2 separate regions of the Mus musculus genome follow, and region 2 is linked to region 1. A link is a contact called in public promoter capture Hi-C data. All regions are on one chromosome and are shown on one strand. Each heading gives the region's core, a stretch centred on a gene start, on an enhancer-like site or on the middle of the called end of the contact. The rest is flanking DNA. Distances are from core to core; before and after follow the strand shown.

Region 1 (4,767 bases), core at 646-3,145:
AGTCACCATGAACTGAAGCCCCTCACTCTGTGTTAGGAGAACACACTCGGTATTATTCCAGAAAATGTTATTTTGTAGTGATTGGGGGTGGGGAGCATGTGAGGGGGATGGGAGAAACTGGTCATAGAGAAAATGAACTTTCAGCCACTCCAGGATGTTGGCTTCAAAGTGGAATTTATCCTCAAATCCAAGATTATAGATTTCCTTCCAAACTGCATTCCCTTCGTGGTTTAGAGAATACTTGAGAAAGAAATTGCTTTCCATGTTTTCATTGACATTAACCCCACCACCACCACCACCCCCCCGTACAAAGTTTGGAACTTGATGTCTTTGGAGGAGGGACAGTAGTCGAGCAGAGCAAACGATTGCCTGCAGCCTTCCCCTCACACTTACACACTTCCTCAGAGACATTCCAGGGAAAGAAACTCACAGGGCAGTCTGTTCTCACGTGTCACTTCTCAAGAAATCCCCACCCTTCTAAACACAAGGATTCCTTAGCAAGTCCCAACCTCAAGGCATCGCAGTCTATGGCAAACATAAATGGAAGCAGCCACCTGGGAACGCTAGAGCTTACTATGAGTATTATTATTTAACTGCTCAGACTTACTCTTCTTCTGCAGGGCACCTTGTCTTCAGTAAGTTCTAGTTCTCGTGTCTGGTTTTGCCTAACACTAAGGGACTGTGCTGCTTCCATTTACAGCCCCACGCGCAGAGCCTCGTTGCCAGCAGGGATCTGGGAATACCAAGCTCTTTGCTCTCTGTTTCTGACCATGGATTGCCATGGCACTGAAATTCCCCCACCCTTTACAATCGGCTCTTTCTAAAAGGAATTACCGACTACTACCAACTTGCGCTACTGACTGAGATGCCCAAATACGTCTGTTTGGAAATAAGAGCTCCTTTCCTTCCTTTCTGGAACGTTCCTCCAGCTCCTATCTTTTCAGACCCTCGGGGGGCATACTTTCCAACAGAAATGAAGATTTCTCAAGAAATATTTTGGTAGGCAGTTACCCATGATTTCTACACACACGCCCACTCATGCACACATTCTCTTGCTGCTCCGGTTTATAGAAAACAAACAGGGCAGGCATCTTCTATTTCAGCAAATAACAGATGAGCGGCACTCGCTGAGTTGGTGCTAGTGGTAGAACTCTGACCTTATTTCTTTACATCTCTGAAATCCCACTTCTAAAATCCTGGTAGCAGAGTAAGAGGAACCCATTACTTAGCTTAAAATTAGCTTAAAACAAAAACCCAAACCCACAACAAAACAAAACAAACATTCTTTGTCTTAACAACGTAAAAAGCCGTTGATGTTATTTTTTTAATTAAAACCTGAATCCTCTTTAAATGTCTGCTGACCAAAGATGGGAAAGAAACTGCTAAAGGGACAGAATCCTCTCACAGCTGCTGGCCTGAGGATTCCGGGTACAGACCACATCCCCCTTGGAACAAAAGCGCATCCTGGGCAAACGCGCTGGTGCTCCCTGATCCTGTCACCAGGAGATGACACCGTTTGTGCCATCTCTATAAACAAAACTTGAAGTTTCATCACATTGACCTTCTGGGAACAGGTCAGGAAGTCCAGGCGCTGGCTTTGAGAATTTACGTGGTCTGTTGCCTGCCTTGAAAGATTTTGCATATCCAGCAGCCTTAGCCAGGAATGTTGCCTGAAACCTGTAGAGCAGCCCCAGCTTCCCTGAAGGCGGAGAAAGAAAGACTTTGTCTCTTACCTCTAGGGCAGCAACTTCTTCCCAAGGAGGGATGTCCTGCTGTCTGAAAGCAGGGATTCCTTTAAGCAACCCAGCAAGAGAGCAAGCAGGCAGGCAGGCAGGCAGGCAGCCTAATGCACACTGCTCTATTCAATAAAACTGCAGACCGCCCTTCCTTGGCCCCTCCCAGAAGTCCATGCTAAGTGAACACATACCCCCTATGTTTACAGTCAGCAGGCGGTGGTATGCATTGTCCTGTAGTTTTTCTAATAGGCAGCCAATGACGACACCCTAGCCAAGGTGATGCTGTCTGCCCGTGCAGATGCCTGTCATTCCCTAGGCATGCTCAGGATATCACTCATCAGAAAAACCAAGTCCTAAAAAGCTTGAAACCGTGAGCAGGCTGCCAAAACCAGCCGGCTCCATGCCCTTTTTTGGTTATCCTAAGCAGGGCCTCCTGGAAGCAGATCCATTGTCAGGAACAATCATAAGAAACGTTAATCTTGGAGAAAGAGGCTGTCTTGTAGAACACAAATAGAGCTTTAAAAAGAAAGTACAGTCCACGAGACAATAAGTGGACAGTTAGACACACTTACAGGGGTGAGGCTGGGGGTGGGAGGAGACATTTTAGTCGAAGAAGCCGTAATAGTGTATTTCTTTGCAAAGCAGTTTCATTATAAAAATAAATTTACATTATTATACGAGTTAAAAATCTGAAGTGGATAAGAAGCAGGGCGGCTGGCTGCACAGGCTAAGTTCTAGCCTAGAATATGTCTATGTGTGTTATGGGAACAACTGACAAAAAGTATAAATAAAATGTATCAGTCTTTTTAGTACATAATGTTGGCCAGGAAAAAAAAAAAAGGTGAGGCCAGAAGCTAGCAGATAGAGTCCTAGGCTTAAGAGAGAGCTTTATTGGCATTTCCTACCAACACCCATCTTCCTTTCTTTCTTCTGTCTTGGCAACAAGGAGATTGTACTAGAAATGTGTAAAAACAAATGTGCAGAGAAGGACATAGAGAGATCCAGGACCTGCTTTGGGGCAGGTATAGATAGACACATATGCTCTCACAGGTGACACAGATGTCCTAGAACATTCTAGAAAGCCAGTGATAGGGGAGCCCTGAAAGATGCTGAGTTACAATGCAGGTCACTGGCCCACACATGCATCCAATTGTGGTCTTGTAGTCTTTGGAACTCATTCAGTCGGTACTTAGCTTTTAAAAAAAATGGAATACTTACTGTTTGTCAGACCTGGGGCTTAGCACGAAATCCATGTTTCATTACTGATACTGTCTCATCACCGACCAAGAAGTTTTAAATATTTCCCCTGGCTAATTACAAGTCCAGAAGCTTAATCAACACATGCAGTCTGACTGAAAAAGCCTTTCTCTATTAATGATGATCTGACAAAGAAGCTGTCTCTATTCAGGAAACAGCCCCCGCCCTTTGTGCTTCCTTGAGAATGCTTGGGAAGCAGTCGGTCCACATGGGTGAGTTTCTTCTCCAGCCCCCAGTTATTAACCAGTCACCCAGAAGTGTCTACATGGACCCCCTACACTTCTTAGGGAGGTAACTTACCTCCTCTGTGTTTCTTGCTTTCTTCTACTAAACAGCTCTAAAAAAAAGTTACAGCAAAGACTACAGGGTCCAGGGAGAGTTGGACTTAAAGCATCCTTGAACCAGAACTGAGAGAGTACTTTCCCAGACACACAAGATAAATAACTTGTTGGTGGGAACCACACTGTTAATGTTGCATTTCAAGTTCACTGTAGCTCAACCAGGTGAGCACAGCCATGTTCAAAATTGTTCTTTTGGGAAACCTCTTTCTGATCCCAGATAAATGATTTGAAAATAAACTTTTTGGATCATAGCCAGTTTGGCAGCTGGGGAAACCCTGTATCTGGCTGGACAGGTTGAAAGACAGAGTCAAGCTTCTTAGTCTGGCAAAAGACTGAACTTGAAGACAATAGCAGACAGACATGAGTTTCTGCAAACATCTCAATCATATCGATACGACCTCTGCCCAGGGATTTTTCTGGGTGCATGAACTCAAGGCTGGATTAGGGAGGGCTGTGTGAAAGGGCTATTATCCACAACTGGGGCAGAAGGCAGCCTGAGCAACATACTCTCCACTTACACCAGGGATGCCTCTTGAGTGACCGGCAGCAGGGCGACATTTTGTAGTCCATGAGGATTATATTTTGTTGTTGTCTTTATGGTTTTCTTTTTAAGGACCAGCTTTCCAGAGGAAAGAGAAGTTGTGCTATGACAGGGGGAAATACTATCAACAGGAAACATGGAAGGGATGAACGAGCTGTGTGGTTTATAGAAGATAAATAGCCGAATGTTTTGGGTTATGCCTTTTGGGGGAAAGAAGTAGGCTTCTCTAGATAAATTCTAGACATTTCATATATGCAGTATAGCACATGGAGAGCCATGAAGCTCACTTTACATATCTGTAGTAGAACTGCTGTAGACGAACTATAGATTCAACACATGTTATATAAATACATCACGATAGAGAAAACAATCTTTCTTTGTCATTAAAAGAAAACAGAAATGTTAAAAAGAAAAGTGATGAAGAAACATGTTTATATGTTGCCTAATTTCTTCCATGGGAATTTCACTTCCATTGTATTTAATTTTTCCAATTTATACATTTGTGTGTATATATAAATGTATGTATACACACACACACACAGAGTTTATATAGGACATTCCTGTGGAATATATTTCCCAATGGTATCATCCCAGATACAGAACAGCTTGTCTATCACAGGACTTAGTCAACCATAATGGATGTAAAGAGACTTTTAGAAACATTTTCATGACTCCTTATACATTCTTTTCTTCTTTGGTTCCTAGAGCTTGCTGTCAAATTGATCAGCATCTGTAACTATATTTTGTTTGTGGTTTGACTTTGAAAAGTAAAAGCAGGCTGTGTTTTTTGTTTTTTCATTCAAAACAGGAATCTACTCCCTTTAGTTCATAAAAAAAATAGACAAGATTTTAATTTATAAGAAATATACTTTATTGAACAGACAAGAATTTT
Region 2 (4,302 bases), core at 658-3,157, 140 kb before region 1:
GTGTCCTGGCCAAACAGCCTGGGATGACTACTGATGGATCAGAGTTCTTTCTAAAGGGATGCTTCACTGTCTCAAGTTTGGACACCCAACTAATTCGTTTTCAATTTTTTTAAATTATTATTTGAAAAGCATCATCTAATGACCCAGAGGAAATTTTACATTGATCAAATAAACCAGAGCATCTACACCAAAGCAGTATGCCTTTGGAGACTGGGTTAGCATATTTGCATTTTTGTACTGAGTTGATTATCACATGCAAGATTTATATGGGGAAACATCAAGTATTGAACCCAAAATAATCAAAATATCTATAAAAATGAATTTGATACATTGTGAGAACTAGAGCCAGCTCTGACACAAAGACCAGAGAGAATCAAGTCACTCTACTAAACCAAGACTTTGGTGCTAATAAGCCAAAGTTGTTCAATAAAAGTGAAGACAATATTTTGTTTTAGTTAATTTGAAAATTGTCTTGTAGTTGCATACATTTAAAAGTTTGTATTCATTTAGGGACATCTCTTGCTTTGGGTGGGGGAGATTGCTCAGTGGTTAAAGCCCCTACTATATAAGAAGGAGGACTGGGGTTTGAATCCAACATAAATGAAGATAAGATAGATGTCTTCTTTGGTCAGATTTTGTTTTTCCCTTCAGTTACTTTATAATAGTGGTGTGTGTGTGTGTGTGTGTGTGTGTGTGTGTGTGTGTGTGTGTAGTTGACCACTGGTAGGTAGCTTCAATGTATGTGCAATGTGAGAGAGTGTCAGCTAAATCAAAGGTTCCATATTTCTCACTAAAACACGTATAAGTATCTTGATACTCATGCTGTGCTGTGCTGTGCTGTGCTGTGCTGTGTTGTGCTGCACTGTGTGTGTGTGTGTACACTTGCATGTGTATGTGTGTTTGCATGTGAATGTGTGCACATGCCTATGGAGGCCCCGAGGCTGATGTTGGGAGTCTTCCTTGAAGGTTTTCCCCCTGATTCATTGAAGCAGGATCTCTTAGTTGAACATGAAATTCCCTTATATAGCCACCTAGCTATCTTGCTTCAGACTGGAATTACAAGTGGGCCACTATGCCCACCTACATTTATGTAAGATTCGAACCCCAGTCCTCCTCCTTATATGGTAAGGGCTTTAACCACTGAGCAATCTCCCCAACCCAAAGCAAGAGATGTGCCTACGTGGACACAAACTTTTAAAATGTATGCAACTACAAGACAATTTTCAAATTAAAGAAAACAAAATACCAGAACTGTAGGCATCCAGTTCATCACATGTGAGTAATGGTAGCTTGTTCTTGTTAGATTTACAAGCTAGGCTTACATAGGCTTAGATCCAGTGCCTTTATCTGTGTCAGCTTTTTCTTCAATAATACTATTGAATACTATTGAACTATTGTATTGAATTGTACTATCGAATATTATTGAGTTATTCAGTAATATTTTTCTAAAGGTTGGTTCATTTGCTTTTTGTTACTTCAGAAATTCTGACTTTATGCTTACTAAAATCTGCTAGTGTGTCAAATATCAATATAAATGAAGTGTCACTCTATGTGTGCATGTGTGTTCTATCTATATATTATTACACATTCTACTAAACTGAGTGGAAAGTTTCCATAAATATGACAGGAAGAGTAGCATGGTAGAATTAACGTATGCCTAGATTAATAGCTAGAAACCTTGGTTCTCAGAAGGACTATCTGGCCCTTTGATCATCCTGTCATAAGTTCCTTTGGCCCTAGGTTTGTGGCAATCACATAGAAATTCTGGCTGTGTTACACTCGAACACAGTAATGGGCACCATCATCTTGATCATTGTTAGACAAGTTCAGCTAAGGAGCAGCCTCGTAAGGAAAGATGAGTTCAATTCTAAACGTGTTGAGTGTGAGATGACAACATGACACTATACAAATGTTCCCTCCTAATTCAATTATGGTGTCATCAGCAGGAAAGAGCCCTTCCCAGTGGTTTGGCTTCAAATTTTGGATTCTTGGACTAATATTTCTTTGGCTTACTTCTCAGTAGACCGCTCTAACCACAGCAGAGAGAACAAGTCCTTAAAAACTGCTTCACAAGCTAATCAAACAGGAATTTCTTTATTTGGTCTCTCTGTCTCAAGATTGGCCATGAAAGCACGTCTGTTTTGCAGCCTTCTTCTTCTGAAACAAGCAAGAGACATGAAAGGTATGTGTGGGGTACCCTCATGCTAAAAGCAAAACTCTCCCTCTTGTAAAGCAGTCAGATTTTAGCCAGTGTTTCCCAGTATATTTGAGGTATATATCATCTTCCTTTTCCTCTGTGAGTCTCATGGGTTGCTGACTGCATTTAGCTGGGAGATAAACTAGCTTTGCTACTATGGCTGCGTCAGCCAGCCTTCCTTCCTCTTGGATTTCTCACTGGAACCTGAGCAACCTCTTCTCTAATGTCTCTTCTCATTCTTCTTGCTTCCTGTAACTTAAAATCTAAGGGCAACCCACTAGCTGCTCAGAACCCCTCTTCTAGGATAGAGTTGCTAGAGGTTGCTCGGGAATGGTCTTTTACTCTTACTAATAAAATAAGGAATTAAAGCTGTTGACTAAGTTAAAACAACAACAAAGGCACCATCCTAGTGTCATGCTATTTCCAATCCTAATGGCACAGACTCTGGATGAAGAGCATATCAGGTACGGTAAGACTGAGGTACATTTGGTAAATCATTTGCCACACAAGCGTAAACATTGGTGTTACAGTCCTCAGCACCATGGAAAGGCTGCATGGATGTGGTGGGCCTTTAATCCCACTGTGCAGGAGGCAGAGACATGGGAACACTCAGACCAAGCTTACTAGGCTAGCTGAATCAGTGAACTCCAAGTTCAACTGAGAGACCCTGCCTCAGTTTCCAAGGTGGAGAGTAATTGAGACTATGCTGACCATCAAAACCTTGGTCTCCTTGTACATGTGCACTTCCTGTATACACATGAACACATGCAGAACCACACACATACCATATACACACATACTCACATGAACACACCAGAACTGTACCACACACACAACACATAATACACACAAACACACACTCAGAACCACACTATATACACCTCACATACATACATACATACATACATACATACATACATACAAAAACACAAAAACACACACACACACACAAAACCAAAAGAGAACATATCAGTTGGCTTTATAAGTTAAACCATGTGAATGACAAAGTTTTCAACTTGGAGACTCCTGGCTTCTAAAAACAGCAGTGAACCCTTTGTACATCCACCATGGATTAATTTTTCTGTTCTTTCTTTTTTCTTTTTTCTTTGTTTGGGTTTGTTTTGTTTTGTTTTGTTTTTGTTTTTGTGTTGTTTTGTTTTTGAAACGGGGTTTTACTATGTAGCTCTGGCTATCCTGGAACTCACTCTGAAGACCAGGCTGGCCTCAAACTCTCTGCCTCCTAAGTGCTGGGATTAAAAGTATGAGCCACTATGCCCCGCTAGGAATTGTTTTTCATACTAAAAAGTCTTGGTGGTTTGCTGTCCTGATTCTGAAAGTAATGGGCTCTTGATATGTTTTAAAACTAGACAATTACCTAATGCATAAAGACAAAGGCAAATTAGCTGCTTAGAATTATTCCAACTAACTCTGACACGACGCAAGTTTGATGTATGTTCCTAAGTATGTTTTAATTTTTAATAAAATGGGGTAATGTTATACGTATTATTTCACAAACAGTTCCTTTAATTAAACTTCTTCATGGATATATTTTAACACATCAACAAACTGCGTCAATGGAAACAGTATTTCATATCTACATACACCAGATGGTAATTATGCAAATATATTACAATCTAGTATTTCTCATGCTGAAAATATTAAACATGTTTTCCCAACTTTATGTCCCTATAAGCAGTGGTGCAAGGACTTCAAAACTTCTCAGAATTTAGAAGTTCTGTTTACGAAGTTGAGGGCGCTCTCTTTGGAGGCCACTGATGCTCTGATAAACTGGCCTCAGAAAGGTAACACAACTCCAATGATACGTGGGCATACTCACTTCAACACCACACAGAATGTGTCCAATAAGACAGACATGGTTGTAGGATCCTTACTATATCTGCTATAGCAGTAGCTGTAGTCTACGTTAAAGACAATGCTAGCATCTCTGATTTCCCCACACCAGCTGGAACCTTGTTTGAAACGCTGACTAACAAAGTTCCTATCTAACCAGATGGTTAGAGATGGATAACAAACCATTTTAACTTTCATCAAATTTCAGCAGATTCCAGTATTAACCAAGCCACTTGCGCCCACAGCACACAAAA

What was found. Promoter capture Hi-C pulls out the DNA fragments that hold promoters and counts their contacts.
Region 2: a promoter capture Hi-C map of liver shows a contact between it and region 1. The contact joins the enhancer-like site here to the promoter of Cald1 in region 1. A contact is called at or near these places in 7 of 39 promoter capture datasets (the HPC-7 cell line, HPC-7-derived erythroid cells, cranial neural crest and 5 more), 15 of 484 Hi-C or Micro-C datasets (the C2C12 cell line, the MC3T3-E1 cell line, the N1E-115 cell line and 8 more), 9 of 115 datasets of contacts at active chromatin or transcription factors (bone marrow-derived macrophages, cardiomyocytes, craniofacial prominence and 6 more) and 5 of 9 other capture datasets (adipose tissue, embryonic stem cells, liver and 2 more).

Annotation. Positions count from the first base shown.
Region 1 is chr6:34,595,632-34,600,398 of GRCm38.p6, reverse strand. Cald1 (caldesmon 1) reads right to left here and starts at 1,895. Exons shown (of 14, transcript NM_001347100.1): 1 at 1,734-1,895.
Region 2 is chr6:34,737,431-34,741,732 of GRCm38.p6, reverse strand. All of the region lies in intron 3 of Cald1 (caldesmon 1), which reads right to left. Among named protein-coding and RNA genes, the nearest start is that of Gm38787, 6.8 kb to the right of the region's middle. Within about 2 kb of position 1,907, at least 6 of the 459 cell types and tissues checked have an H3K27ac peak or open chromatin away from gene starts, as enhancers often do. A contact at or near this core is called in liver, where this site is marked.